4 separate regions of the Pan troglodytes genome follow, and regions 1, 3 and 4 are each linked to region 2. Evidence: chromatin contacts called from public HiChIP or PLAC-seq data. All regions are on one chromosome and are shown on one strand. Each heading gives the region's core, a stretch centred on a gene start, on an enhancer-like site or on the middle of the called end of the contact. The rest is flanking DNA. Distances are from core to core; before and after follow the strand shown. Region 1 holds the start of MTF2 (metal response element binding transcription factor 2). Region 2 holds the start of FNBP1L (formin binding protein 1 like). Region 3 holds the start of LOC129137262. Region 4 holds the start of DNTTIP2 (deoxynucleotidyltransferase terminal interacting protein 2).

Region 1 (6,364 bases), core at 2,293-4,792, 370 kb after region 2:
TTTGTGCATTTCAATATATGTAAACTTCACCTAAAAATAAACCTTTAAAAAATAATAAAAACAATGGGCTGGGCACAGTGGCTCAATCCCAACACTTTAGAAGGCCACAGCAGGAGGACTGCTTGAGGCCAAAAGTTCATGACCAGCCTGGGCAACACAGTAAGATCCCGTCTCCACAAAAAAAATTAAAAATTTAAAAATTAGCCAGGTGTGGTGGTGTGCACCTGTAGTCCTAACTACTCGGCAGGCTAAGGCAGGAGGATCACTTCCGCCCAGGAGTCTGAGGCAGCAGCAAGTTATGATAGCACCACTTCACTCCAGCCTGGGTGACAGAGCAAGACCTTGTCTCTTTTTACAGAAAAAAAAAAAAAAAAGAATGGTTATATAAAAGCTCACTATTCTATTCTGCTCACTTTGTATTATGTTTGAAATATTCCTTAAGTTTTTTCTACCAAAGTGTAAAAACAAAGTAATTTTTTTAAACAACAAAACGTTCCTAATATCCATTTTTTGTTGTTTTTTGACACAGAAGCAGAATCTTATATTTTAAAAAGACTAGAGAGGTCACTATCTTTCATTATTCTATTGCAATGTTATATGAAAACAGAAATATGACAGAAGACATGGTATGTGGTAAAAATGAATACTTCATCTTAAATGTACAAAAAGAATCTGAACTTCCTCAGTTCTAAGGCATTTCCTCATCCTTGGATTCCTGTGGTTTCCATGGTTAATGAATGTAACAATTCCTCAATACATGGATGCAATAACCCCTACTACTGTGCTGTCCAATACAGTAGCACTGCTACATATGGCCATTTAAATTTTAGTTTTAATGAATTAAATTATAAATTCACTTCTTAGTCTCACTAGTTACATTTCTAGAGTTCAATACCCACATGCGGCTAGTGGCTACTGTACTGGATACAGCAGATATAGAACACTGCCATCACTGGAGAAATTTCTACTAGATAGCACTACTCTAACATATAAGAAATATCCACAGGGAAACTTTTACATTCCAATTTAGGATGGTTATACTGGATTTCACAGCAATAAACAAATTTTCCTGAAGAACAGGGAAAACAAAGTACAAAAATATTAACCATCAAAGATCGTTCATGGAAGTGTCGACTAACTAAAACAGCAGTTAAGTTTTACTTTCAGAACCATCAAGCTACAGATGTTGGTCATGGCAACTCCTCAGAGGCAAATTTCTCTGTTAAAATATAGATTAACAATATACTGTCAGTTTCCTCAAGTCAGATGTAAAGATTATGCTGAAAAATGATTAAAGCAAATTATCCTTCAAAGATCCCACAAAAAGGAATATTTATAATCCATGAAATCAAAGAGTTAATGACCCACAGTAAAATACACAGAATGTCTTTCCTAACAGAGCTTTGAGGCAACGGGGATGATTTAAAGAACTATTAAATATAATTGTGTCATCTAGAAAAAAGGCTTAACAAGATGATTTCTGTACAACTAGTTCTAAAACTGTGTATGCATTTCATCCTGATAGTTACACATTTCCGTTAATACCCACTAACATTATAAATGTAGTATCAGGAAGCAGGTGTGTTCTTAATTCAAATATTTAGAACATTTTTAGCACTTTAAAAAACTGCAGGTGAACTAATTTTAAAATGTGAATTCAAATACATTTTTATATTTAGGAATCTGAAAAAACAAGTCATTTTTTATTCCCTCTCAAGTTATAACTAAACTATAGGGCACTTAAAGCCATCAGTCAAAACAACTCCCTTTAAAGCATTTTCAAATCTTAAAAAGGTTATTGTGAATTTAATTACATTTTATCCACATTAACTACTTCTACATACAACTATCTTTGAAATTTACTGACCAAAAAAAAAAGGAATTCCCAAGAGAGAATGAAACCATGGAAATTGAAACCAGCTTGTAGGCTAGGTATACAGGAGGGTCACATGGAATCCATCTGAAGGAGAAAGTAACTACTATTACTACTGGAGGTTCTGGAGTCAAATTAAATCAGGTACTATTTACATATTTCTAGCTCTGTACTGACCTCACATGGTGCCTTCCTATGTATTACACACAGGCCTAGCTAGGTTTTCACATTTAAGTTAGTGTTACATGGTTTCTATCTTTAACCAAAGTTAAATGTTTTAAAGAATAGAGTAACATTCCATAAGCCTTTTCCCATTGTTCACAAACCCTTGCTGTTAGTCAGATTACCCCGATAAATCCATCTGTTCCCTCTAATTGCTTCCAAAGAAAAATTCTAGCAACCAAGGACACCAGATTGTAAAACACAGAGTTAGAGTTCTGGCACTACCGAAATATGTTAAGAAATCTTGGCAAATTGGTTAAAATTCCTTAAGCCGTAATTACCTCAGTTGTAAAAATGAATACAATACAAATCTACATCCTAGACGCAGATTATATGAGTTAGGTTTAATTAAACACAAGAAAGGCCTCATATTTTTGGTGAGCTCCAAATATAAGCTACCTAGCTTTCCCCCATCTCACTTTCCCTCCCACCGCTTCCCTTTAAGCTTTCAGGTTGTGCTTCCAACCTCCACTTCAGTGTGTTCCCCTTATCCTTACCAGCACTTACACTCGACCCCCTTTACTCCAATTCCATACAATTCCACCCTCCGATTCCAAGCTGCTACTTCCCTTTGCGCACTGCTAAGGTCCCAGGCAGCCCTCCACTCTGCTCCCCACATTTCCCTCAGCCCCCATTTCCCAACGGCTCCTCCTCTCGGCTCCCCACCCCCTCGTCACCAGGTTCATCCTGCCCCTCCAACCGTCTCCCGCCCCCAGGTTCCTTCCTGCCCTCCAAACACAGCTTCCCCGTCTCAACGTTTCATCTTGTTCCTCCAACAGACTCCCCCAACGACCTCCTCGCTCCTTTAGTCCCTATTTTCTCCCAACACTCAACTGACTACTCCTCTTCATCCATTCTTTTCAATATACACATAAATGCAAAGGCACCCACATACAGGAGCCCCCACCCCCACCTTGGTCCTCCATCTTTCCCTTTTATACTTGCTTCCTTTCTTCCTCCTTCCCCCAACCCCCATCTCCTCCGGAAGAGTCGGTTCCCAGGCCAAGGTCTCTCACCTCATTCGGTCACTTCAGTGGTGCCAACCGCTTCATACAGGAAAAAACAACCAATCCGTCCCCGTGGGCGCTTCCCCTGCGAGTCCGAGCACTTACTGGGCACCCGCCCCACCGGGTACCCGGCACATATGCACGCACAAACCGAGGTCCTTGGAGACAAGGGTTGGGGGTAGAATGAGCGTTCTTACACCGGCCTCAAACACAGCCCACTTCAATACAGCCCCTCGCCATTTTGGTTTCCCGCGGACTGCCGGTGCATTCTGGGAGCGCGGAGCGACTCCGGTGCCGAATGGCAGCTCTCCAAAGCCGCGGGGGGGCAGGGACTGCGCGGCGAGCGCGGAGGAACACCGCGCCCTGCGTCCCCGACTGGGGCTGAACAAAGAAGGACTCTTTAATGTTGCAGTGAGGCTCAGTCCTTCCGCCGCCGGGGCTAACACAATAGTGAAAGCTGCGCTCCTGATCGTCGGTAGGCTGGCACTGTTATACAGGAAAAGGGTCGTGTGCGACCTTCGGTGTGCGTGGTCGTGACGGTGCTCTGTGCATCTTGCTGGGCCGATTTCTTTTCCCTGGAGAAAACCTTAACTGAAGCACGTGTCCTCTACTTTCATCCTAAGGCCTGCTGTTAGAATTTCCTTCAGAGGGGAGAAGACCCAGGATGTCGAGATTAAATTTTATTCAGCGATTCACTGTCCAGTCCCAAACTCCTTATCAGGAGCTGCTTTTATGAAAGACTTTCAGACGATTTTTTTCCTAACGATGAAAGGTTGTTTTCTGTTTACCCGCTTTGCAGTCCTTCCTAGTTGTAATGAAATCTGAGAATAGTCCCCTGCAAAATGGTTTAAGAAAACAGAATTGTTTATTAGTGCAGACCCTTAGCCTGCCCAGATTCTGCTGCCTACAGGGGTCCCAAGTGACAAGCTGTGAGATTGTATGCTTGTCTCTTTAACTTACACCTAGATACAACCCAGCTCCTCTTAGTAGCCACGTGTGGAATCTTTATTTATAATTTCGTCAAAATATTTTTAAAGCCATTTTATATTTTTGTCCCATATTATGCCACAGGGATAGTGAACACCATATTTTTTCTGTCTCTGAAAAAGTACCTCTTGTGGTCTAAGCTCATTTGGCTCATACTTCAAAAGGGGTTCCCTCAGCCTGTGATCTCAGAATTTGGCAAATAAGCATATTCGTTTTATCCAATACCATTCAATACTTTAAATATTGTGGTCATACCCTTCCACTCCTCTGCTTCTCCTGAATAATAGTCCTAATCTTTTAAGTCTGTCTTCTTACTGTACCCTCACTGTATCTACTTACCTACCACCTTTCAGGTTTCACTTTATTTCAATTCTCATCATCGTCTCTCATAAATTCGTCTTAAGTGACCTTCATACGTTGGCTGAGGAAAATTTTGACTTAAAAAAAGCAGATGCAGCCGGGCGCGGTGGCTCACGCCTGTAATTCCAGCACTTTGGGAGGCCGAGACAGGCAGATCACCTGAGGTCGGGAATTCGAGACCAACCTGATCAACTTGGAGAAACCCCGTCTCTACTAAAAATACAAAAATTAGCCAGGTGTGGTGGCACATGCCTGTAATCCCAGCTACTCGGGAGGCTGAAACAGGAGAATCGCTTGAACCCAGGAGGCAGAGGTTGTGGTGAGCCAAGATCGTGCCATTGCACTCCAGCCTAGGCAACAAGAGCAAAAACTCCATCTCAAAAAAAAAAAAAAAAAAAAAAGTAGATGCATTCCCATTCAGGAACGTGGCATAATAAATAATAAATATTATTATAAGGTAAATAAATAAATAAAATATTAAAAAGTAGATGCAGTACAAAAATTAATAAAGATATTGCACAAACAGATATATTTGCTGTGCAGCTAAGCCTAATCAGAGAACATCTGTTTTGGAGAACGTTTGGTCTAAGTTTTCCTCAACATTTCTGTAAAGTGGTCACCAAGCCTCAACTTCAAAATCTTCAGTGATTCAATACTTCAGACGCATTCATTTCCACCTCAGAAACTAATAATTTGGGCTCTTTGGCTACACAAAAGTATTCTAATCCCTTATACATTAGAGAAGTAAATTATGCCTCTATCAAAAAAAAGTGTTATTTTTCTGTGCAAACGTGTGAGTACAAAGGTGTAAGCAAACCAAGTGTTCAGAGATTTAAGGACACTCAGGGAGTCACAGTCAAGTATAAAGAATACCTGTCAGCCAGCCACCAGCAACTCACTCCTGTAATCCCAGTACTTTGAAAGGCCAAGGTAGAAGGATCACTTGAGCTGGGGAGTTCCAGACCAGTATGCAGTCTGGGCCACATAGTGAGACCCTGTCTCTACAAAAAATTTAAAAATTAGCTGGGCCTCTGCCTGTAGTCCCAGCTATTCAGGAGGCTGAGGTGGTAGGCTTACTTGAGCCACAGTGAGACTGCCTCAAAAAAAAAAAAAAAAAAAAAAAAAAAACCTGCTGTAGTTGTGGTTCCTCGGAAATATAGAGTGAACTCTGATCAGAGTAAACTGTACCCTTTATTGTTGTATGTATTTCTGTGATCATCCTTAGGGTCGTTCATAAGTATTCTGGTTCCCCTCTCTTCCAGACACATAGTAAAATTGCACTCTCTGGCCGGGCGCGGTGGCCACGCCTGTAATCCCAGCACTTTGGGAGGCTGAGGGGGGCAGATCACTTGAGGCCAGGAATTCCAGACTAGCATGGCCAACATGGCAAAACTCTGTCTCTACTAAAAATACAAAAATTAGCCGGGCATGGTGGTGCATGCATGTAATCCCAGCTATTTGGGAGGCTGAGGCAGAGAATCACTTGAACCTAGGAGGCCGAGATTGCAGTGAGCCAAGATTGCACCGCTGCACTCCAGCCTAGGCGACAGAGGCAGACTCTGTCTCGAAGAAAAAAGAAAAAAAAATTTGCACTCTCTTGCACCCCTGAAGTTAATTGCTTTGACCAATAAAATGGGTGACATGTATCACTTCTCAGGAGAATCTTTAAGAAGCAGAGACACATCTCCCTCCCCCATGCTATGGTAATCGTGGAAGCTTGGGTTGAGATAGAATGTCTGTCGCTTTCAGTTCCTAAATGTCTACAATAAGCAGTGACTAGAATTGTGCAATCATCACCACAATCCACTTTTAAAACATTTCCATCACCCCCAAAAAATTCATTATGCGCATTTGCAGTCAACCCTCCTTCCAAGCCCTAGGCAATCTGCTATCTGCTTTCTGACAATTTCATATA
Region 2 (7,061 bases), core at 3,378-5,877:
TCAAGACTGGCCTGAGAATATAGCAAGACCCCATCTCTAAAAATATACATATATATTACAGATATGGTCTAACCAGTAGACTATGAGACCCAATTCCTTTGTTACAGATAAATCTATTAATGTGGCCTAAGATTTCACCAATTATTTAGGCAGTCACATTACCAAGCTATCAATCGAGTAAATTCACCAGAAATTACCTGTAGGTCTTTTCTTCCCCATCCTTTTACCATTTTACTTGACAAAAATGTTTAACCCAAGTAGTAAAACTTAACTTTATAATTTTGGTTTCAGCTTTAGACTTTCTTGAGCTGTTATCTAGATCACCTAACCTATCATCATCTACAAAGGCCTTCAGAACCCTAAAGATACACTTGCTAATTAGTAATCAATACTCTGGGTAATGCAATCAACTATTAATGCAATTGGGCAAAACATGCATGATCACCTACAAGCATTGTCTTGGTCAGTGAAAACAAAGATGAATCCAGCCTTTCTACACTCAAGGACAATCTAGTCACTTACAATGTAAATTTAAGTGCTATATAAAGTGTTATGAAGCCAAGATAATAAAGCATTAAAAGGTTAACACTGAGGATAATACATAAATTATCCACCTAATCTATCACTCAACCCACATTTTTCAGTTTCTTCCAAAAAGATATAAGCTTTGTCAAATGCATTTAGTTAATAATATGATGAAGGCCGGGCACGGTGGCTCACGCCTGTAAACCCAGCACTTTGAGAGGCCGAGGCGGGCGGATCACAAGGTCAGGAGTTCAAGACCAGCCTGGCCAACATGGTGAAAACCTGTTTCGACTAAAAATACAAAAATTAGTTGGGCATGGTGGTGTGCACCTGAAATCCCAGCTACTCGGGGGGCTGAGGTGGGAGAATGGCTTGAACCAGGGAGGCTGAGGTTGCAGTGACCCGAGATCGCACCACTGCACTCCAGGCTAGGCAACAGAAGAGACTCCATCTCAAAAATAATAATAATATAAATAATATGATGAAAATAACAATGGCTTTTAAATTACACATTCTTAAACTAAGGGCCAAAGATTATATCGACCAGGAAATTAAGGCATAAAAAAGATTTATATGCACTTATAAATTAAATCAGATATTTGAATCCATCTTCTAACTACCAGACTTGTCCAGCATTTTCCTTGGGTAGCAAATTTTTCAGTAAATCATATGAATGTGAGGTGCTCAGCCATATATTTTTTTCATATTTATACACACATTCACAACCCATACACAGATTTTTTTCTGTCGAACTTTAACTAGGTCCTCAAAAACTAAAAACCTATTTCTTAATAAGTAAAACTTATTTACTAAACATAGGTCTTTTCCAATCTCTAATGTCCCTATCTGTTAAAAAAAAAAAAAAAAAAAAGCTAGTAATTTCAAAATCTGTGCTTTGTGAAATTATTAATTCATATTTGGCTATCTGATCCATCCATTCTTGCTATGTAATAAAGAAATGAACACAATAAGCAATGCCTAAGATGTTACCACGCATCCTGAAGAAGTGAAGACAGTATCATCTCTTTCTTTGGTATTACCCAGAATACAATGCAAAACTGTGACTGTAGTATATATTCACTAACTTATTTACTCATTTGGAACACTAGAAATCCCTGTAAGCACAGCTCAAATTTATTACAAGTTAATTCATATCCCCTAACAATTACGCAACCAAAGTCTGACACGATCCACTCAGCATATCACTATAAAAGTCCCCCAAAGTCAGTATTAGAGCCGTTCTATTAAATTCCTTTTTTTCTCAAATTTAACATAAGACTTAAGAAGCATTAAAATAGCAATAAAAATTCCAATGATTGTTACAAGAAACAGACTCAGGTTTAAGTGCATGGCTACATGTCATTTTTCTGTAACAACATATTCTCAATAATTAACTCTTTGGGACAGTAATGTGATTCTAAATATGAAATAATAGGAGAACTGGTTTCTAAATCCAAAATTTCGAGAGAATTTCCCAACCTCAAATTCCTCAATGGCAAGAGCACAGTACAGGTGTTTGTATTACATTACAATCCATTAGAAGTACAATCCTTTTTCAAAACTGAGAACGGTAAAAAGAGGAAGCATACTCAAATTTTTCTAAGATTTCTTCTAGTCCCAACAATAGTCCTCTACACCAAGTTCTGCTTATCTAAGTTTCAGACACCAAGTTGATATTAGTTCACTCTACATTACTTAGTTTCTAATAAATGTTTCCCTCAAATCCTCAAACTAAAAATCTTAAAATATGGAGATGTATTAAATGTTGAGAAAAATTAAAAATCTTTTTTCAGAATTTCCAAAGGACACAAAGCAAATTTTAGTTAGAACAAAAATTCCCATCTCTTCTACAGTTTATCTTTTCAGATTGCTGAGAAACTCTTTAAATGCTGAAAGTAACCAAATTACAGGAGACAGTAGAGGAATGGAATCGTTTCCTTACGTAGTACCATAAGTTTAAAAAAAAAACTTTTAAAATCACATTTTATTATTCACTAAAATGTTTTTCCTTAAAACTGTTATTCTTTAGTGTGATACAAAGTGAATTTTTTAAAAATCTTAAGAGTTAAATCTAAATAACATACCTCCACTGTTTTCCTATGTTTACTTTTTAAAAGTATTCTACTTACATTTTAGTTTCCTTTGAAGCACAAGTCATTTAAGTAGGCAAAAGTTAAAATATTTTGTAATTATAAAAACGAATGAATGCACTCTGGTAGGCATGAAAAAATTAAAAAATTTAAAAATTGAAAATAAAACTATACCCATTTCCTTTCATTGATAATTCACTATAATCAATTATAGAATGCACAAAGTGTAAGGGAAAAAGGCCAATAATGCCTGAGAAACTAACCAATGTAAAAGAATTAAACTTTACGTAATTCATTTACCATGCAATCCTCCCCAATATAAGAACAATTAATGCTATCTAAGAAACGGAATGAAGGGGCTCCTAAGGTATTTTCTCTTGGGTGGTGTGTTTACAGACTGGGTAAGCACTTGTACAGAATGTTGCACAAGAGATTCCTGGCTGGCTAAGTAAAGCATTCACTAGATGGACTCTAAAGTCTCACAGTTCTAAGATTCCCAATCTATGAGTAGACGTGAAAAATAAGAAAACATTTTGCCTTTCAATTAACCCATTGGCTTTCACTCCCACCCTAGCTGGGCACACACATACTCAAAAGTTATTTCTCCCCTTTCTCTGCAGTGATTTCACGAGATCCTCGCGAACAAAAGGCACGGAAAACAGGCACAGGTGGAATAAAAAGGGGAGTGGCTGAGGCCAGGCGGCTCTCGGGACAGCGCCCCCACGCCCCCAGTTCCCCCGGCCGCACCTGAGAAATCACTGCCCTCCGCACCTGAGAAATCACTGCCCTCCACACCTCGACCCTTCCGCGCCGGCGCCAGGAGCAAATTCTCCGACCTATTACCCTCCGCCCGTACCTTGGCCAGACACTGGGCATTGTCTGGAGCCTCCTGTGCCAAAGAAAGGCAAGGAGGAAAGGAAAGGAGAGAACGAAGGAGAAAGAACAAGTGAGAATAAAGAACGGAAAGGGAAGTAAAGCAACAGGGAAACCGTAGGCTCCTTTTGGTAAAATTAGCTTCCTCATCGATCACTCGATTTAATTCAGCCCCCAAAACCAACCCACCAGCCCAAAGGCTGCAGCCGGGGGTGGCCAAACCGGAGTCCCTCGAAGCTGTGCCCGCCCGAAGCACTGAGGCAGGGAGAGGGAAATGGGCGTGTGGGCTGGGCCTGGCTGGCCCGAGGCCGGGCTCCGAACAAAGCCGCCTGGGTCCCCATACCTGGGGCGAGGGCTCTGGGCGGCGCCGCCCCAGACGGGCGACGCCCTAGCCCCGCGGACCTGGCCCGGGCGAGGAATCGCGGCCGGTCCCCTCCCCGCCCTCGAACAGCGCCCCTTGGGGACAATGGGCCCCCTCCCCCGCCTCCGGGAGGAGAGATACAAAGGAAGAGAGGAGCCGCCGGGCGCGAAGCCAGGCGTCGGGAAAAGTGAAGGTGGAGGAGGGAGAAGGAACAAGAGGGGATCACGGCGCACGCAGGAGCCCGCGGGCTGCTCCCCCGGCCGTCCCGGGCGCCGCCCGAGCCGCACCACGGCGGCAAAGGCGGGAGCACGGACTAGCGGCCCCCTAGACCCCCGGCCGAGAAGGGAAGAGGAGTCTGCACACAAAGACGAGCGGGACCCTCACCCTCCGCCAGCGCCGGACCGAGGACGGCGGTGCGCGCTTTCACCGCCGAGGGTCCGCGGCGCCCGCCCAACCCGCGCTTCTCAGGGGCCGGGGTCCGTGCGGGGCGCCCCTCTCCCCCACTCACCCACAGCTCCGTGCCCCAGCTCATGGCGGAACTTTCTGGCCGTCTGGCGGTGCCGCTGTCCGTCAGTCTGTCGGCTCCACAGTCTGTCCGACCTCTCACTCGCTGGCCGGCGGGCTAGCAGCTCAGCGGGTCTACCTCGAAAGGTGCCGCCACCGCCGGGCTCCCCAGTGAGTGAGAAAGACGCGACTGGAGAAGCCTCCGCCGCCGCCGCGTCCCCGCCTCCCCGCGCTGGGCGGGAGGGGGCCGGGGCCGAGGGGAGGCGGAACGCGGCGCGGGGAGGGGGCGGGGCGCAGTGCATCCTGGGATCGGGGAGGACCTGGGCTAGCCTGGCCGCCGCCGGCGGGGTCCCCAAGCGGGCACCTGGTCACCCTCGCTGGCCCCTCTCGCTGGTCGAGTCTCCTCCTGCAGGTACCCCGGAGCTTGGACTGCCCCCACTCCGCTGCCACTCGGACCCCTGTTTCCAAGATAGAAAGGGAGAGAAGGGAAAAGACCCCCACCGCCGCTATTATCTCATTCCTCCTCTGCGCTGAGCCCCTTTACATGAGGCAATTTTAGTTACCTGCCTTTCCTGCCTCTTGTCTCCTCCACTCGGGAGAAACCTTGATAGGGAAGCGTCATCCAAATCCTAGAGTTTACACTGAGGAGAGTTGTGTTTTATTTTTTTAAATCTTGATGCTTAAGGTGATCTCTCCTTTCAAGCCTGATGCTTTGGCATGACGATTCTTGGGAACCACCAAAATGTGCACAGGTTGAACAGCAAACGTGAAGGCAACATGTCCCCGATTCTGTCTTTAATTAAATATTTTAATTTTATAAATTCTGTCAGGAAATTATAAAAAGAGGCAGCTCTTCCAGTAATCATTTAGGTATGTTGCCAGCACACGAGATGGAAGACGTGGACAAATGTGAGCCGAGCTGTCACCTGCGGAAGATGAGAAGGCAGCTTGCCCCATGTCTGGAATGGGCACCTCGTGGGTGAGGGTTGGATGGGAGCCAGATTTTTCTCTGGTAGTGTAAACAGCTTATTCGGAACTTCAGATCTCTTTCACCTCCCAGTATCGGAACCTTGGAGGCAGGTCCACTACTTCCTTTTTTCTCTATGGAGCTACTTCCTGGCCTATCTCCATGGAAAGGCTGTTAGCTAGTTTGGCTGGTGCTACTAGATATCAAGTACGCTGAGCAACTCCCTAACATATGCTTTAGTATTAATAGCTTGTCTCCTAAAGCAAGCAAGCGCACACACACACACTTCAAAGCAGTCAACTAGTAGAGTACTCCTCAGTGCGTCATGACAGCTGGGTGTTTTAGGAAGCTCTCCCAACGGGTTCTTTGTCAGCATTGAAACTCCTCCCCTACCTGGCCTGGACAGGTGTTCCAACCTCTTCCGCTTAATCCGTATTCTTTTGCCTAGCTGCGCTCCCTCTTGGAGTTGAGGCCAACAGCCTGAGTTCGCCTGACAGTCCAGTTGCTAATCTTCCTAAATTCTCTGCTGTCCTTTTCTGAGGCCACTTTAAGCATACAAATGCCCTCTTCCAAGTGGGTTATAGCCCATTTTTAAATGCTTAAGTTTGTACCATGCAGTGAAAAGCCTGTGAAGGATTGAACAACACTTTCTAACATTTTTCTACATTGCCTCTATTCCAAAATAATTTCTTCGTTTATTTATGTCACCTAACACTGTTAACCGCCTCTCCTATCACTTCCTATCACTCCCTAGAATCATGAATGTATTTTGCAATTGCAAGTAACATTAATTAGTAAGGCGAAATGGATTTTTTTTTTTTTTTTTTTTTTGAGACGGCGTTTCACTCTGTCACCCAGCCTGGAGTGCAGTGGCGCAATCTCGGCTCACTGCAACCTCCACCCCCCAGGTTCAAGCAATTCTCCTGCCTCAACCTCCCGAGTAGCTAGGATTACAGGCGCCTGCCACCACGCCCAGCTAAATTTTGTGTTTTTAGTGGAGACAGGTTTTCACCATGTTGGCCGGTCTGGTCTCGAACTCCTGATCTCAAGTGATCTGCCCCCCTCAGCCTCTCAAAGTGCTGGGATTATAGGCGTGAGCCACTGCGCCCAGTTGGGAAATGGATTTATTAAATGAGTGTCATTATTTAGCACCACAGCAATACCAAGATTTATTATATCTAAGTATTGTCATAAAAGCTAAGACCTATAGAATATAATTTAAACCCAAGTTAAAGGATTTATCTTTTTTTTTTTTTTTTTTCTGAAACAGAGTCTTGCTTTGTTGCCCAGCAGTGCAGTAGTGCCATCTGGGCTCACTGCAACCTTCACCTTTCCAGCTCAAGCAATTCACCTGCCTTAGCCTCCCAAGTAGCTGGGATAAAAAAGATAAATCCCAGCACCAATGGCAAAACCCCATCTTTACCACCACACCTGGCGAATTTTTTGGATTTTTTTGTAAAGATGGGGTTTTGCCATTGGTGCCCAGGCTGGTCTTGAACCCCTGGGCTCAAGAGATCCAACCCCCTCAGCCTCCCAAAGTTTTGGGATTACAGGCCGTGAGCCACCACGCCCAGCGAGGATTTCCCTTTAAAGTAAAATAATCTACTGTTCACATTAAAATTTTCAACCGTGCTGTTTATGTAATTTCCCAAATGAACATAAAGCTCACCTCCTACTTGAAGATTTTTTCTTCTTCCAAGGTTCTGAAGCAGGATTCCACAATTAAAACAATTCATTTCTC
Region 3 (7,241 bases), core at 3,821-6,320, 390 kb before region 2:
ACAGAGATAGGAGCTGAGGGGACATAGTGAGAAGTGACCAGAAGACAAGAGTGCAAGCCTTCTGTTATGCCCAGACAGGGCCAACAGACGGCTCCTTGGTCTAGCGGTAACACCAGCGTCTCGGAAGACGCCCGTTGCCAAGCAGACCATGGTCTAGCGGTAGCGTCGGTGTCCAGGAAAAACACCTGCTACTTAGCAGACTGGGAAAGGGAGTCTCCCTTTCCCCAGGGGAGTTTTAGAGACAACTCTACTCCTTCACCTCTTGTGGAGGGCCTGACTAGGCCTAACCATCTCCCTGTGATGCTGTGCTTCACTGGTCACGCTCCTAGTCTGCTTTCATGTTCCATCCTGTACACCTGACTCTGCCTTTTAGATAGCAGTAGCAAATTAGTGAGAGTACTAAAAGTCTCTGATATGCAGAAATAATGGCACAAGCTGTCTCCTCTCTCCCTCTCTCTCTGCCTCGGCTGCCAGGCAGGGAAGGACCCCCTGTCCAGTGGACACGTGACCCATGTGACCTTACCTATCATTGGAGATGGCTCACACTCCTTACCCTGTCCCTTTGTCTTGTATCCAATAAATATCAGCGCAGCCTGGCATTTGGGGCCACTACTGGTCTCCGCATCTTGGTGGTAGTGGTCCCGCAGGCCCAGCTGTCTTTTATCTCTTTGTCTTGTGTCTCTATTTCTACAATCTCTCGTCTCCACACATGGGGCGAAAACCCACCGACCCTGTGGGGCTGGACCCTACAAGGACTGACCCTACTAAATGGTAAAACAGCACAGTTCTGGTGAATCAAAATTAACAGAAAAGTCAGTGGAATAGAGCAGAGAATCCAGAAACCCATATGCAGCAGAGAATCCAGAAACCCATATGCGTGTGGGAATTTAGAAAATTATAAATGTGGGCCGGACGTGGTGGCTCTTGCCTGTAATCCCAGCACTTTAGGAGGCAGAGGCAGATGGATCGCCTGAGCTCAGGAGTTCGAGACCAGCCTGGCCAACATAGCGAAACCCCGTCTCTACTAAAAATACAAAAATTAGCCGGGCGTGGTGGCATGCACCTGTAATCCCAGCTACTCAGGAGGCTGAGGCAAGAGAATTGCTTGAACCTGGGAGGTGGAGGTTGCAGTGAACTGAGATTTGTGCCGCTGCACTCCAGCCTGGGCAACAGAGCAAGACTCTGTCTCAAAAAAAAAAAAAAATTATAAATGTGGCATTTCAAATGACATCGTGTAGAAAAGAAGGAGTGTTCATTAAAAGTGATTTTGGGACAAAACTTCCACTTCACTCCTTACACAAAAACACATTCCAGATGAAGCAAAGATAAACAAAACCATAAAAATAAAGCCATTAAAGAAATAACTTAATAATCTGAGTGTATTATGGCCCCAAACCTAGAAGCCATAAAAGACTGATAAATCCAAATACATGAATTTCTGTAAGACAGAAAAACAAAACAAAATACCATAAACAAAGTCAAACGACAAAAAGACTGAAAAAGAATAATTGTAACATATATCACAAAGGGCTGTTTTCCATCATACCACAGAAAAATGAACACAACTCAAGAACAGATAAATCACAGGAAAAAAATTACAAATTATTCTCTGTATGGAAAGGTACTCATCTTGATTCATAATAAAAGACACAGGCCAGGCATAGTAGCTCCTGTCTGTCATCCCAGCACTTAGGGAGGCCAAGATGGGAGGATTTCTTGAGTCCAGGAGTTCAAGACCAGCCTAGACAACATAGAGTGACCCCCATCTCTACAAAAAATTTTAAAATTAGCCGGGTGTGTTGGCATGTGCCTGTAGTTCCAACTATTTGGGAGGCTGAGGTGGAAGCACTGCTCGAGCCCAGGAGGTTGAGGGTGCAATGAGCTGTGATAGTGCCACTGCACTCCAGTCTGGGCAACAGAACAAGACCCTGTCTCAAATAATAATAATAATAATAATAATAATATAAATACAAATTTTAAAAAATCAATATAAGAGACGAATTAAAATCACAGCTAGAAACCACCTTTTGTGAGTTGTGGGGAAACAGGCACTCTCACACATTGCTAAGGAGAGAAAAATGGATACAATCTCTATGGGGCAATTTGCCAATATATATTTAAAAATGTACAGATTAAGAACGCACAAACCTTTGAACCAGCAATTCAACTTTCTAGGAATCTATCCTACAGATAGATGTACCTGTACTTGTGTACAATAATAAAAGAACAAGGATGTTCACTGATGCATTGTTTGTAACAGGAAAATACTGGCAATCTAAATGTCCAGCTATTAGGGACTGTTAAATCATTACCATACATACGTACAATGGAACAAGGCAGCTCTACATATATTCATAGGTAAAACAAGCCAGTATAGCATACTACCATTGTGTTTTTAAAAGGATATGTATCAATAACATTGTTATTTACGACATATTTATGACAAAAGATGTTAAAAATGCTGATATGGGCGTAAAATAAATCTGAAAATATTTCCAAGAAACCATTACCTCTAATGGCTTGTGGAGAGAATTGCAAGGCTGGACTATAGGAATAACATTGATGTTTACTTTTCCCTGTAGCTTTTTTGACAATTTTGGATTTTGTATCTTTTGTGTGAATTACCTTTCATTGTTGTTTTACGAGTTTTAAGATTCCATTCATAGGCCGGGCGCGGTGGCTCACGCCTGTAATCCCAGCACTTTGGGAGGCCGAGGCGGGCGGATCACGAGGTCAGGAGATCGAGACCATCCTGGCTAACACGGTGAAACCCCGTCTCTACTAAAAATACAAAAAATTAGCCGGGCGTGGTAGCGGGCGCCTGTAGTCCCAGCTACTTGGGAGGCTGAGGCAGGAGAATGGCGTGAACCCGGGAGGCGGAGCTTGCAGTGAGCCGAGATCGCGCCACTGCACTCCAGCCTGGGCGACAGAGCGAGACTCCGTCTCAAAAAAAAAAAAAAAAAAAAAAAAAAGATTCCATTCATTCCTGGATTTATTTGCTAACCTTGTACAAAGTTAACAGTTGTCAGAAAAAGATATAGTAATTCGTGTCTTGAGGAGCTGATGGGCACTGGGCCTAGGACCTCTTTGCACTGGAATAATGGGGGAGGGGAGCGGGTGACCTTATCAGAAATGCAGATTCCTGGGCCCCACCCCAGACGGACCGAATTAAGAGTCCCAGAGTGACGGCAGAAATCTCCATTTTTGACGGGCTCCCGCTGGGATTCGGGTGTCTGCTCATCTGGAAGCCTCCATGCTGGAGAGGTAGTCAGCACAGCGCACGCAGGGCGTAGGCGTGTTTTCTCGTCCCTCCCTCGCAACCATAGTCCCGCTCAAGGCGTGGGGGTGTCACCCGAGACCCGGGACTCCCCTGCACTTTCCTTTAGGCCGAAACCGCGAGCCTTCGCTTCAGTGTCGCTTTTCCTTCGCCGCCGCCGCCGACGCCGCCGCCGCTGCCGCTCTTCTCAGGACCTAGATCGACTGCCCAGTCGGCTGAGCTGGGCCCTGGGCCACCGAGGCCCGGGGAGCTGAGGGGCTCGGGACCCTGCGAGCCGCTTAAGAAAGGACCGCAAGAACCGAATGCAGTGAACTGCGAGAGCAGGGAATGAGAGACAAGTTAAACCGTTTAGCAAAAAAAAATAAGAGACATGATGGAGGCAGAAAATAAATTGTAGGGGGGAGGGAAAAAAGCGTTACGACTCCGCCGGGACTCGAACCCGGAACCTTTGAATGCCTTCAGCCTCTAGAAGTCCAATGCGCTATCCATTGCGCCACGGAGCCACCTGTTGGAGTCTCAGCGCATCTGCTGTGTTAAGCCAGAGGCGACGGCCGCGCGCTCTTCCGACCGCCCCTCCCGTCGTCAGTGTCACCGAGACCCAGCCGCCGCGCTCAGGGCACTGCCATCCGCCTCAAACGCCGGCCGCAGGCTCTCGGTCTCCCCGCAGTGGTCGCCCCTCAACAAGGTCGGCGACCCAGTTGAGCCAAGGGCGGCCGCAGTCCGACGGTCCCACCTGGTCGGTATGAGGGCAGCCGCAACCCGGTCCCCTTCACGGTCCGGGCCCAGCCGTACGAATCACAGTCGCGCTTTTCCCTCCCCGGCTCCCTTCCTGCCCCAAGCGCCCCGCCTACCAGGTCTCTCCGGCGGCCGCTCCAGCCCGGCCGGGACCCCAGAGTTGCAGGCCCAGGCCAGCCGTTGCACCGTTAAGCCGGGCCGGTGACGCCGGGCCTTTACGTCGCGCCTGTGAGCGGCCGAGGCCGAGCGGCCGCCCCTCGGGCTGCGAGACGTAAGCGGCGACCCCTCTCGGGCCTGGGCTCTTCCCTCGCGGCCCGGCCGGCCGGCGGCCTGGACCTGCGGCGGCGAGCGCCGGTCGCGGCGACGTCTGTGTGCGTGCTTGTGCGTGTTTATTTGCGCGGGGTTCGGAAAAACGGGGTTTGGGTTGCATTTCGCTCCCCACAGACCCAGAGCCGAATTTCTGAGGTATCCGGGCTCTGGTGGACTGAGGGGGGCGACGCGCCCCGCGCCGCAGCATCCTCCGAGAGCTCGTCTTGCCCCCAGCACCTGCCTCCAAGGACGCCGCGCAGCTGCCCCGAGCCCGCGCGCCCGGGCCCCGCGACTGCGTGGGCGGAAGCCGGGAGGGTGTCAGCACGCGTGGGAGCGCTGGGAGCATGCGTGTGCGGGTGCATGTGGTCGGAGGGCGCGCGCTCGAGCGCGGCCGCGGGGTTTCCTGGTGGCTGCGAGCGGTGGGGACGGCAGAGGGCCTGGCGCCGCTACCCAGAAGGGTGCGGTCGCCACGAATCTGAGAGGCGGCTGGGTGGGGGCCGGCAGGTTTCCAGTGCCCGCAGTGATCCCCATCCGCAAGACCCCGAAGCCCTTTGAAATAGACGGTCAAAGCCGCGTGGTTGCTCTGCGACTGCAGCGGCGAGACCGAACGCCCGGCCCCCGTTCCTATTAGCTCACAGCAGTCCCGGCCCCGCCTACGGAGGATTCGCAGGGCGGCCGCTGGGCGCGCTTTCTCGGCTTGGCCACAGCCCGTTTCTGCACCAAACCCGCCAGCCGCGGCCCACCCTGTGCTTCACCCATACCCGCCCCTGCCCAGCATCGCCAGGCCTCAAATGCAGAATAGTCTCTGGCAGAGTTCAAAGAGGGAAAGGGAAGTCCTGGGAAGAGTCCAGTGTGGTAGGGATTTTACAGTCTTAACCCCAAGACGAAGCTATGGAGCGGGTACATACACACCACCGTCCCCTTTATAATATAAAGAAGGGAAACTGCAGCTAAGAGAGGTTAAAAAACTCGTGTAGGGACGCCCAGCTAGTGAGCGTGGAGAACTGTGATGAATCATATTTTGTTATGTTTGCAAACTAACACGTTAGCTTTCACGGTTTCATGAATGCTGACAGAACACACCAGACTTCTGAGTCAGAGATAAAAGACTATTACAACAAAAGCAATAGCCAGAGTATCACCGTTTTTGAGTTGGCTCCCTGGACCCCAGTTCTCACAGGAACGAAGCACACAGGCCCAGATGCATGCTTACACACAAGATGGGTTGCATTACAGAAGAGGAATGCTGAGCTTGGGGAACCCACCATGTTATAGTGAGCAGTAAGCAAGCCTGCTCTTTGTTCCATAGGGAGACATTACCTCATCCCTCAAGATTGCTCGCTGCAAACACAACGCTGAGAAATGGCCCAAGTAAAGCGTGATCAGGGTCTTGCATTCTTGGCACATCTAGGAAGAACGTGCAAGGATGCGAATTGTGAATCGCTTCTCCAAACAGTAAGTGGCAGAGCCCTGATTGGTGCCAGGCCTATTTAATTATACTCTAATGTAAACAAAGTTTCTTGACAACATGATATATATATATATATATATATATAAAATTGTTATGCCCCTTTAATGAAATAAATGTCTTCACATTGCATGCAGGGAGAATTCTCATATGGATAAAATTAGCCTTTAAAATGGAATATGGTTTTAAATTGTATTTATTTAAACAAATCTTTTTTGAATTCTGAAATATGCCAGGCACTGGTGGCATCTCAGGGTCTCCACTGGTCTTAGGAGTTGCTCACAGCCGAATGGGAGAAGAGATGCTCTGTATGCCTGTGGGAAAACCATACAGAGGAATTCTGCCTGGGGTATTGGAGCCAAATCTCAAATGATGAGGAGTCATTGACGTGATTAAGTGACAGTTGAGATGCGTATATAAAAATTCTGGAAAGGGGGAATTGGGAAAGAAACAATGTGCTAAGGAAAGATGTATATGTGTTTGATTCCACTTAATGATTCAAACGAATAATTTTAGATATTTTATTCCACTAGATGAAGCCAAAAAAATTCCTGTATCATGGAAAATATTAGAGATACAGTGTTAGCAGACAGTGTGGGAAAGCCAGGCTTTCCCTGTGCAGCCTTCTGTGAGCTATCAAGGTTGTACTTCTTATACCCTGCAATTAGAAGACTGGGGCCAGGTGCAGTGACTCACGCCTGTAATTCCAGCACTTCTGGAGGCTGAGGCGGGAGGATCACTTGAGGCCAGGAGCTTGAGGTTACAGTGAGCTATGATCGCGCCACTGCACTCCAGCCTGGGCGACAGAATGAGACCCCATCTCCAAAAAAAAAAAAAAAAAAGAAGAAGAAAGTCACAGCCAAACAAGGTCAGGTGTGTGGTGGTTCTCTGAACAATTAACTAAGCAGTTTATAGGTAGCAATGTTAGCATGTAAGAAAAATGAAAAGAGTATTTAGTTGCCATCTGGGGAGAAAGATTCAGTGGGTTTTGTCTTCCCCTTTTCTAATCTGGCTGAATTTTCTCAGGCTGTATCTGTAGTAAACAGCCATTATACAACCTGAGCTAAGAATTCCCGCAAGTGAGAAAGCAACCTCTTCCTGCCAACAGAGGGAGTCAAAGCATGGGTTATAACCACTTTCAATTAGGCTGATTGCAGCACATCTGCAGTTTGAGTTCGCTGGACAGCAAAGCCCTAAATTAAATACGGTTTCATGTTGGTGTTTTATTTTTATTTTTATTTTGAGACAGAGTCTCACTCTGTCACCCAGGCTGGAGTGCAATGGCATGATCTCGGCTCACTGCAACCTCCATTTCCCGAGTTGAAGCGATTCTCCTGCCTCAGCCTCCTAAGTAGCTGGGATTACAGGCACGTGCCACCACACCCGGCTAATTTTTGTATTTTTAGTGGAGATGGGGTTTCACCATGTTGTCCAGGCAGGTCTTGAACTCCT
Region 4 (7,267 bases), core at 2,051-4,550, 430 kb before region 2:
AGTTCCTTAATTCTTCACTGGGTGTAGGCCAGAGGCCTCCTTCACTCAGTTCCTTGCCACAGTGTTCTCTTCAAAGGACAGCTTATAACATACAGCTAGGTTCCTACAGAGTGAATGATTGAGAGAGAGCAAGATAGAAGCCAGCCTTTTGTTAACCTAATCCTGAAAGTGACATCCATCATTTTTGTCATACTCGTTTCATTAGAACTCACTAAGTCCAGCCCACATTCAAAGGTTTGAAGACCAGAAAATGGGATCCCTGGACATCTTACAGGTCAAACTTAATTTTAATAGTAATGTTTTACATGTAACAATGCAGAATGACCATGAATAGTATGTATTTTTAGAAGGCTCATGCACTAAAACTCTCATCTTTTGGTTAATGCCTAAAATTCCAGGGAGCTTTGACCTTTCAGTTTAAGGATTTAATTAGTAAAATATAGATTATTTAAGGTAAATTTCCTTTTGGGCCTGAGTAATAGTACTGGTTACCGTTAAAAAATGTGGGGGTTGGGGCATTGACCCCCCTGCACAGTTGAAAATCCACAGATAACTTTTGACTACCCCAAAACTTAACTACTAATAGCCTACTATTGACCAGAAGCCTTGCAGATAACTAGTTGATTAATACATATTTTATATGTTGTATATATTATATATTGCATTCTTACAATAAACGAGAAAAGAAAATTTTAAGAGAATCATAAGGAAGAGAAGTGGAAGTGGATCATCATAAAGGTCTTCATCCTTGTCTTCATGTTAAGTAAGCTGAGGAGGAAGAGGAGGGGTTGGTCTTTCTGTCCAGGGGTGGTGGAGGCAGAAGAAAATCACTGCATAAGTGGAACTTCCCAGTTCAAACCCGTGTTGTTCAAGGGTCAACTGTATTGTATATACTATATATACCTAAAATTAAATATACTGTATTTGCCCTAAATCCACTTCAGATAAAGAAGATAGGCAAAGAATATGGCAAACCTGGTAAGCCCACGTAAAAACACTTCTTTTTTTTTTTGGCCTATGGTAGATTTGTTGATAGACCAGCTCAATCTTCTCATATTATAACTATGTACTGACAATTTTAGTATCTTATGTTTGTTTCTTGACCTTAGATTGTATATGAGTTGGTTTTCTCCTTTCTTTTTTTTTTTTCTTTACTTGAAAGGGCCATGCTTGCAAGTGAATATTAGACATTGCATGATTTTCTAATATTCTCTCCAGTTTTCTACACCTACCTCTGTCATCTTAATTTCTATTTTCATGCATTTGCTCAAATTAAAGATGTGGAGATTAAATGAATGAACACATGTAAAGCACGTAGATTAGTATCCAGCAGATATTAAGTGGCCAATACTATTATGATTGATGCTGTTGTTCTTTGATACTTTGATCTCCACAACCTACATCCAATTGGTTCACTTTCCTTCTACACGATTTGTCTGCTCTTCAAATCTAACCTTTCTCTTCTGTTCATCTTCTTACATAGTCTCACTGCTACTTGGCCCTACTAAAATTTATTTTTGCTTCTTACCACATTTGCCACAAATGTTGATATAAACCATTTCCATTCTTCTGAGATGTATCACCTACTTACAGAGGTTATTATCTACCCAAAATCTTCTCTTCTTCACTCCACTTGAACATACTTGCATTCACATTCTCCTCTCTGTTTCAGATATCAACACTTTCCTCCTGGCTCAAAGGAAGGTGCATTCTTTTCTGACTACACCCACATCTCTGTTTATTATCCAGTTCAGTTAGCATTAGGCTCGGCTGCAAATAGAAAAATCTCTAATTAACAGTGGCTTTTAACAAGGTGTTTCCATCAGGTGAAAAATCTAGAAGGCGGCTCTTGAGGGCTCATAGGGCAGCTCCACAAGTTGATTTTTCCATCTCACTGCTATGCCATCTCTAAAGCATGCCTTCATCCTTATGGCACAAACTTGCTGCCTGAAAACCAGCGAACCCAACTTTCCAGGAAGTAAAATGCACTTTAAAAGATCAGGAGGGCTGGGCGAGGTCGTTTAGGCCTATAATCCCAGCACTGTAATCCCAGCACTTTGAGAGGCCGAGGCGGGTGAATCACCTGAAGGCAGGAGTTCAAGACCAGCCTGCCCAACATGGTGAAACCCCGTCTCTACTAAAAATACAAAAAAAAAAATTAGCCAGGAATGGTGGCGGGCACCTGTAATCTCAGCTACTCAGGAGGCTGAAGCAGCAGAATCGCTTGAACCCGGGAGGCGGAGGTTGCAGTGACCCAAGATTGCGCCATTGCACTCCACCCTGGGCGACAGAGCAAGACTCCGTCTCCAAAAAAAAAAGTCAGGGACGGCCTCCTCTCTTTTAGATGCCATCCCTAAAGACATGCACACAATTTATACCTAATTGGCTAAAACGTAGTCACATAGCCACATTTGGCTGCAAGAGAGACTATAAAATAAGCTATTTTAAGCTGGGAAGCAGTGTGTCCATCGACACAGTGTTCTGTGACTTTAAATTAAAAAATTGGTTTTCTGTCATAAAGAAGTAGAGACTAGGTTTGGTGAGGCACTCATTCATCCTTTCTCACCTCCAACAATAATTTGCGTTTACTTATTTTTTCAACCCCTTCCCATCCCCTCAAACATAGTTCTCTACCTTTTATCTCAAAAGATAACCAAAAAAACCTCTTGATTCTGGTCATACTCTTCCTTTCACTGTAACAATAACAACAACAACAACAACAAAACCTTATTCTTCTCCTTTACAATTTCTTTAACGTTTTTTTCTTTTCTGCTATTCCCAATCCCTAAACACCATCTCACGTTATACAGCTTTCCACTTCGTCTCCGAGTTCCTGCGAGCACCTTATATCCCTTTTACCCCAACCAAGTCCTTAAATTTTATTTATATTTAGCGTCACAATACACGAGTAAATATTGTCTTTTTTAAAAAAGCACAAATATCTCAAACTTCTCCCTTGGACATACCAATGGCTACATTAAGCTCTTTAGAACGTAGAAATGAAAGAACGCCTCCCGGGTTCAAACGATTCTACTAAACAAATGAAAGAACGAATGGCATGTAAGTGCGTTTTTACAATTCATGTGAACGGGTACGCTAAGACCCTCTGTCACTGCGGGCTTCGCTGCCCCGATGAAGGTCTTTCCCAGCAAAAATCTGGCTTGCCTTCTACAGCTCTGAAATGCACACTTAAACCCAGGCCCTTTGTCTCTGACCGCCCTGGCCTGAACTGGCTGGGCGGAGATTCTCGCGAATTCTCGGATCTGCGCGGAAAACGCGCTCGAGGCAGTTCTCTGACGCATTTCCGGAGCGCCAGGGAAGAGGGAAGTCGTGGTGGTCGCGAGGGAGCCGGAAAGATGGTGGTTACCAGATCTGCACGGGCTAAGGCCAGCATCCAAGCCGCGTCGGCTGAAAGTTCCGGGCAAAAGGTAGGAAATCCAGTCTTCCCTACTTCTCGCCGCTTCGCAGAGCCGCGCTCAGGCAGGCGGGGCGGCGCAAGGGTCCGGTTAAGGGTGAGGACCTGCCGACAGAGAGGACCCGAGCTTGCCGCACGCTTGGGTCTCCCAGGCCCAGTGCTAAGCCTGTCACGGAAACTGTTTAGCCCTCACCACTGTCTCTTAAGGCAATTTTTAGTATGGAAGAGAGGTTAGATAACTTTATTTGGGTCGTTCAACTCCTTAATGCAGAAGCACAGTTCGAACTTTTAAACCTTACTGTTAACACGGTACCAAGGAGGGTTAATTTCGGCCACCAAGCACAAGCCCCATTTAGGGGGGCTGGAAAAAAAGCTTCGTTTTCACGTGGGGAGGCTGGCAGCTGTCCAGCATCACCTCCTTAAGGCGTGAGGAGGGCTGTGGTGTCGTCGCCTGGTGACTCTTAGTGGCGTTAGTCGGCTGTCTCATTCTGACTCAGCGATGCAGGGAACGGAGCGGCGGCGATTTTTTCCTGTACGTAAAGGTAAGGGCGGCGACTGATTCCATCAGTGTGTGCCTAAACACATCGGTGTTCAGAGTTAATATTCCCTTTTTCCCCTCTTCTATAGGTGGGTCAGAATGTTGGTCTACCCGTTATATTTGACTTTAAACAGAAAAATTTTAATTGTTCTGCTTCTGAAGTTACATCTAGGAAGGATGAGGCTAGTGAAGTAAATGCAGGGTTGGATCCAGTGTTTAAATTTTGATTTTTTTGTTTGTTTGTTTTTGATTCGGAGTCTTGCTCTGTCACCCAGGCTAGAGTGCAGTGGCGCAACCTCGGCTCACTGCAACTTCTGCCTCCCGGATTCCAACAATTCTCCTGCCTCAGGCTCCTGAGTAGTTGGGATTACAGGTGCGCACCAACACGCCCCGCTAATTTTTTTACTTTGAGTAGAGATGGGGTTTCACTATGTTGGCCAAGCTGTCTCGAACTCCTGACCTCGTGATCCACCTGCCTCGGCCTCCCAGAGTGCTGGGATTACAGCCGTGAGCCACCGCGCCCGGCCAAATTTTGATTTTTTAAAAATCATGAGTTGGGCAGGTTTTTTTGTTTTTTGTTTTAAAGGTAATCTTGTTTACTGGGTTTTAGCTTTTGGGGTCAGTATTTCATTTGTTTTGCCCTTGTTCCAGCCCTACCTAAATTACAGTGTGTTTTCTCTGGTTTGCAGAGTTTTGCTGCTAATGGGATTCAAGCACATCCAGAAAGTAGTACTGGATCTGATGCCCGAACTACTGCTGAATCACAGACCACTGGGAAGCAAAGTTTAATCCCTAGAACTCCTAAAGCTAGAAAGAGGAAGAGCAGAACTACAGGCTCACTACCAAAGGGAACTGAACCATCTACGGATGGAGAGACCTCTGAGGCAGAGTCAAATTATTCTGTGTCTGAGCACCATGATACCATTTTAAGGGTAACTAGGAGAAGGCAGATCTTAATTGCATGCTCCCCAGTGTCCAGTGTTAGGAAAAAGCCGAAAGTAACTCCAACAAAGGAGTCTCACACTGAAGAAATAGTGTCTGAAGCAGAATCTCATGTTTCAGGTATTTCTAGAATTGTGCTTCCCACAGAAAAAACTACAGGAGCCAGAAGAAGTAAGGCTAAATCTCTGACAGATCCAAGCCAAGAATCTCATACAGAAGCTATATCTGATGCTGAGACATCAAGCTCAGACATTTCATTCTCTGGAATTGCAACTAGAAGAACCAGGAGTATGCAGAGGAAATTAAAGGCACAAACTGAAAAGAAAGATAGTAAGATTGTACCAGGAAATGAGAAACAGATCGTGGGTACACCTGTGAATTCAGAGGATTCAGATACCAGACAAACTTCCCATTTACAAGCAAGATCTCTTTCTGAGATAAATAAGCCAAATTTCTATAATAATGACTTTGATGATGATTTCTCCCACAGAAGTTCAGAAAATATATTAACAGTGCACGAACAGGCCAATGTTGAATCTCTTAAAGAAACAAAACAGAATTGTAAGGATTTGGATGAAGATGCCAATGGAATAACAGATGAGGGGAAAGAAATTAATGAGAAAAGTTCTCAGCTGAAGAATCTTTCTGAACTTCAGGACACTAGCCTTCAACAGTTAGTTTCTCAGAGACATTCAACCCCCCAAAATAAAAATGCTGTATCAGTGCACTCTAATCTGAACTCTGAGGCTGTAATGAAATCATTAACTCAAACATTTGCAACTGTGGAAGTAGGCAGATGGAATAACAACAAAAAGAGCCCCATAAAAGCAAGTGACTTGACAAAGTTTGGTGATTGCGGTGGTAGTGATGATGAAGAAGAGTCCACAGTTATAAGTGTCAGTGAAGACATGAACAGTGAAGGGAATGTAGATTTTGAATGTGATACCAAACTATACACGTCTGCGCCCAACACATCTCAGGGTAAAGATAATTCTGTCTTATTAGTTCTCAGCAGTGATGAAAGCCAACAGTCTGAAAACAGTGAGAATGAAGAGGATACTTTATGTTTTGTTGAAAATAGTGGCCAAAGGGAGTCATTAAGTGGAGACACAGGAAGTCTGTCATGTGACAATGCATTGTTTGTAATTGACACAACTCCTGGAATGAGTGCTGATAAAAATTTTTACTTGGAAGAGGAAGACAAGGCAAGTGAGGTTGCCATTGAGGAAGAAAAAGAAGAGGAAGAGGATGAAAAAAGTGAAGAAGATTCATCAGACCATGATGAAAATGAAGATGAGTTTAGTGATGAAGAAGACTTCCTAAATAGCACAAAGGCTAAACTGTAAGTTTTTCCTTTATTTTTATAAGTTTTTGATACATGTATTTCAAGTGGTTAATTTACCATAAAAATATGAAATGTTAGCCTGGGGAATGAGAAAATCACTGCCTTGGGTTCTTCATGGAATGGCTCTTCTATCCAGCATTTCCCTTGTCTTTTTGGATACCTATTTTAGTCATATTTTTCCCACCAATCATAGCTAAAGGTGCTCCTTTTGGTGACATATTAGAAATCAATCTGTTGGATGCAGTGACTCATGCCTGTAATCCCAGCACTTTGTGAGGCTGAGGCAGGAGGATCACTTGAGCCCAAGTAGGTGTTTGAGATCAGCCTGGGCAATATAGGGAGACCCTATCTCTACACAAAAAATTTTTTTTAAATTAGCCATGTGTGGTGCCCTGTGCGCCTGTGGTCCCAGCTACTTGGGAAGCTGAGGTGGGAGGATTGCTTGAGCCCTGCACATTGAGGCTGCGGTGAGCCATGATTGTGCCGCTGCACTCCAGCCTGGGCAATGGAGGGAGATGTTGTCTCAAAAAAAAAAAAAAAAAAATCATATGTTAAGATTTTTGTATGTGATTGTTAAGAGCAGTAAGTGACTCGTACCTGTAATTTCAGCATTTTGAAAGGCTGAGGCAGGTGGATCACTTGAGCCCTGGAGTTCAAGACTGGCTTGGGCAACATGGGAAAAACCCATCTCTACAAAAAATTTTTTTAAAAAGCTGGGCATGGTGGCAAGCACCTGTGGTCCCAGCTACTGGGGAGGCTGAGGTGAGAGGATCACTTACTTGAGCTCAGGAGGCAGAGGTTGCAGTGAGCCGAGATCGCGCCACAGCGCTCCAGCATGGGTGACAGTGAGACCCTGTCTCAAAAAAAAAAAAAAATATGTACTCTCTTCTGCTTGCATTCTTTCACTCAGAATATTATTTCTGTAATTCATCCATGTTACTGTATATACCAGTAGTTCATTCTTTTTTATTGCTGAGTGGTATTCCATTGTATGACTATACAACAATGAATTTATGCATTCATTCAA

What was found. HiChIP or PLAC-seq counts read pairs in DNA pulled down with a chosen protein or histone mark.
Region 1: a contact with region 2 is called in an H3K4me3 HiChIP or PLAC-seq map of stem cell-derived excitatory neurons, with 2.8 times the contacts expected there. The contact joins the promoter of MTF2 here to the promoter of FNBP1L in region 2. A contact is called at or near these places in 1 of 7 Hi-C or Micro-C datasets (stem cell-derived neural progenitor cells) and 1 of 1 datasets of contacts at active chromatin or transcription factors (stem cell-derived excitatory neurons).
Region 3: a contact with region 2 is called in an H3K4me3 HiChIP or PLAC-seq map of stem cell-derived excitatory neurons, with 5 times the contacts expected there. The contact joins the promoter of LOC129137262 here to the promoter of FNBP1L in region 2. A contact is called at or near these places in 2 of 7 Hi-C or Micro-C datasets (induced pluripotent stem cells and stem cell-derived neural progenitor cells) and 1 of 1 datasets of contacts at active chromatin or transcription factors (stem cell-derived excitatory neurons).
Region 4: a contact with region 2 is called in an H3K4me3 HiChIP or PLAC-seq map of stem cell-derived excitatory neurons, with 4 times the contacts expected there. The contact joins the promoter of DNTTIP2 here to the promoter of FNBP1L in region 2. A contact is called at or near these places in 1 of 7 Hi-C or Micro-C datasets (stem cell-derived neural progenitor cells) and 1 of 1 datasets of contacts at active chromatin or transcription factors (stem cell-derived excitatory neurons).

Annotation. Positions count from the first base shown.
Region 1 is chr1:138,091,527-138,097,890 of NHGRI_mPanTro3-v2.0_pri, forward strand. MTF2 (metal response element binding transcription factor 2) reads right to left here and starts at 3,543. Exons shown (of 15, transcript XM_513565.8): 1 at 3,112-3,543. The coding sequence starts at 3,116.
Region 2 is chr1:137,722,068-137,729,128 of NHGRI_mPanTro3-v2.0_pri, forward strand. It overlaps FNBP1L (formin binding protein 1 like), which reads right to left and starts at 4,628. Exons shown (of 17, transcript XM_524770.8): 1 at 4,358-4,628. The coding sequence starts at 4,381.
Region 3 is chr1:137,331,113-137,338,353 of NHGRI_mPanTro3-v2.0_pri, forward strand. It overlaps LOC129137262, which reads right to left and starts at 5,071. Exons shown (of 2, transcript XM_063799535.1): 1 at 4,129-5,071; 2 at 2,980-3,589. The coding sequence starts at 4,667. The coding sequence ends at 3,556. BCAR3 (BCAR3 adaptor protein, NSP family member) reads left to right here and starts at 3,583. Exons shown (of 14, transcript XM_054667967.2): 1 at 3,583-3,962; 2 at 5,631-5,776. It overlaps MIR760 (microRNA mir-760), which reads right to left and starts at 4,514; the gene lies at 4,436-4,514. It overlaps TRNAR-UCU (transfer RNA arginine (anticodon UCU)), which reads right to left and starts at 3,780; the gene lies at 3,696-3,780.
Region 4 is chr1:137,297,145-137,304,411 of NHGRI_mPanTro3-v2.0_pri, forward strand. It overlaps DNTTIP2 (deoxynucleotidyltransferase terminal interacting protein 2), which reads left to right and starts at 3,301. Exons shown (of 7, transcript NM_001280405.1): 1 at 3,301-3,428; 2 at 4,643-6,237. The coding sequence starts at 3,357.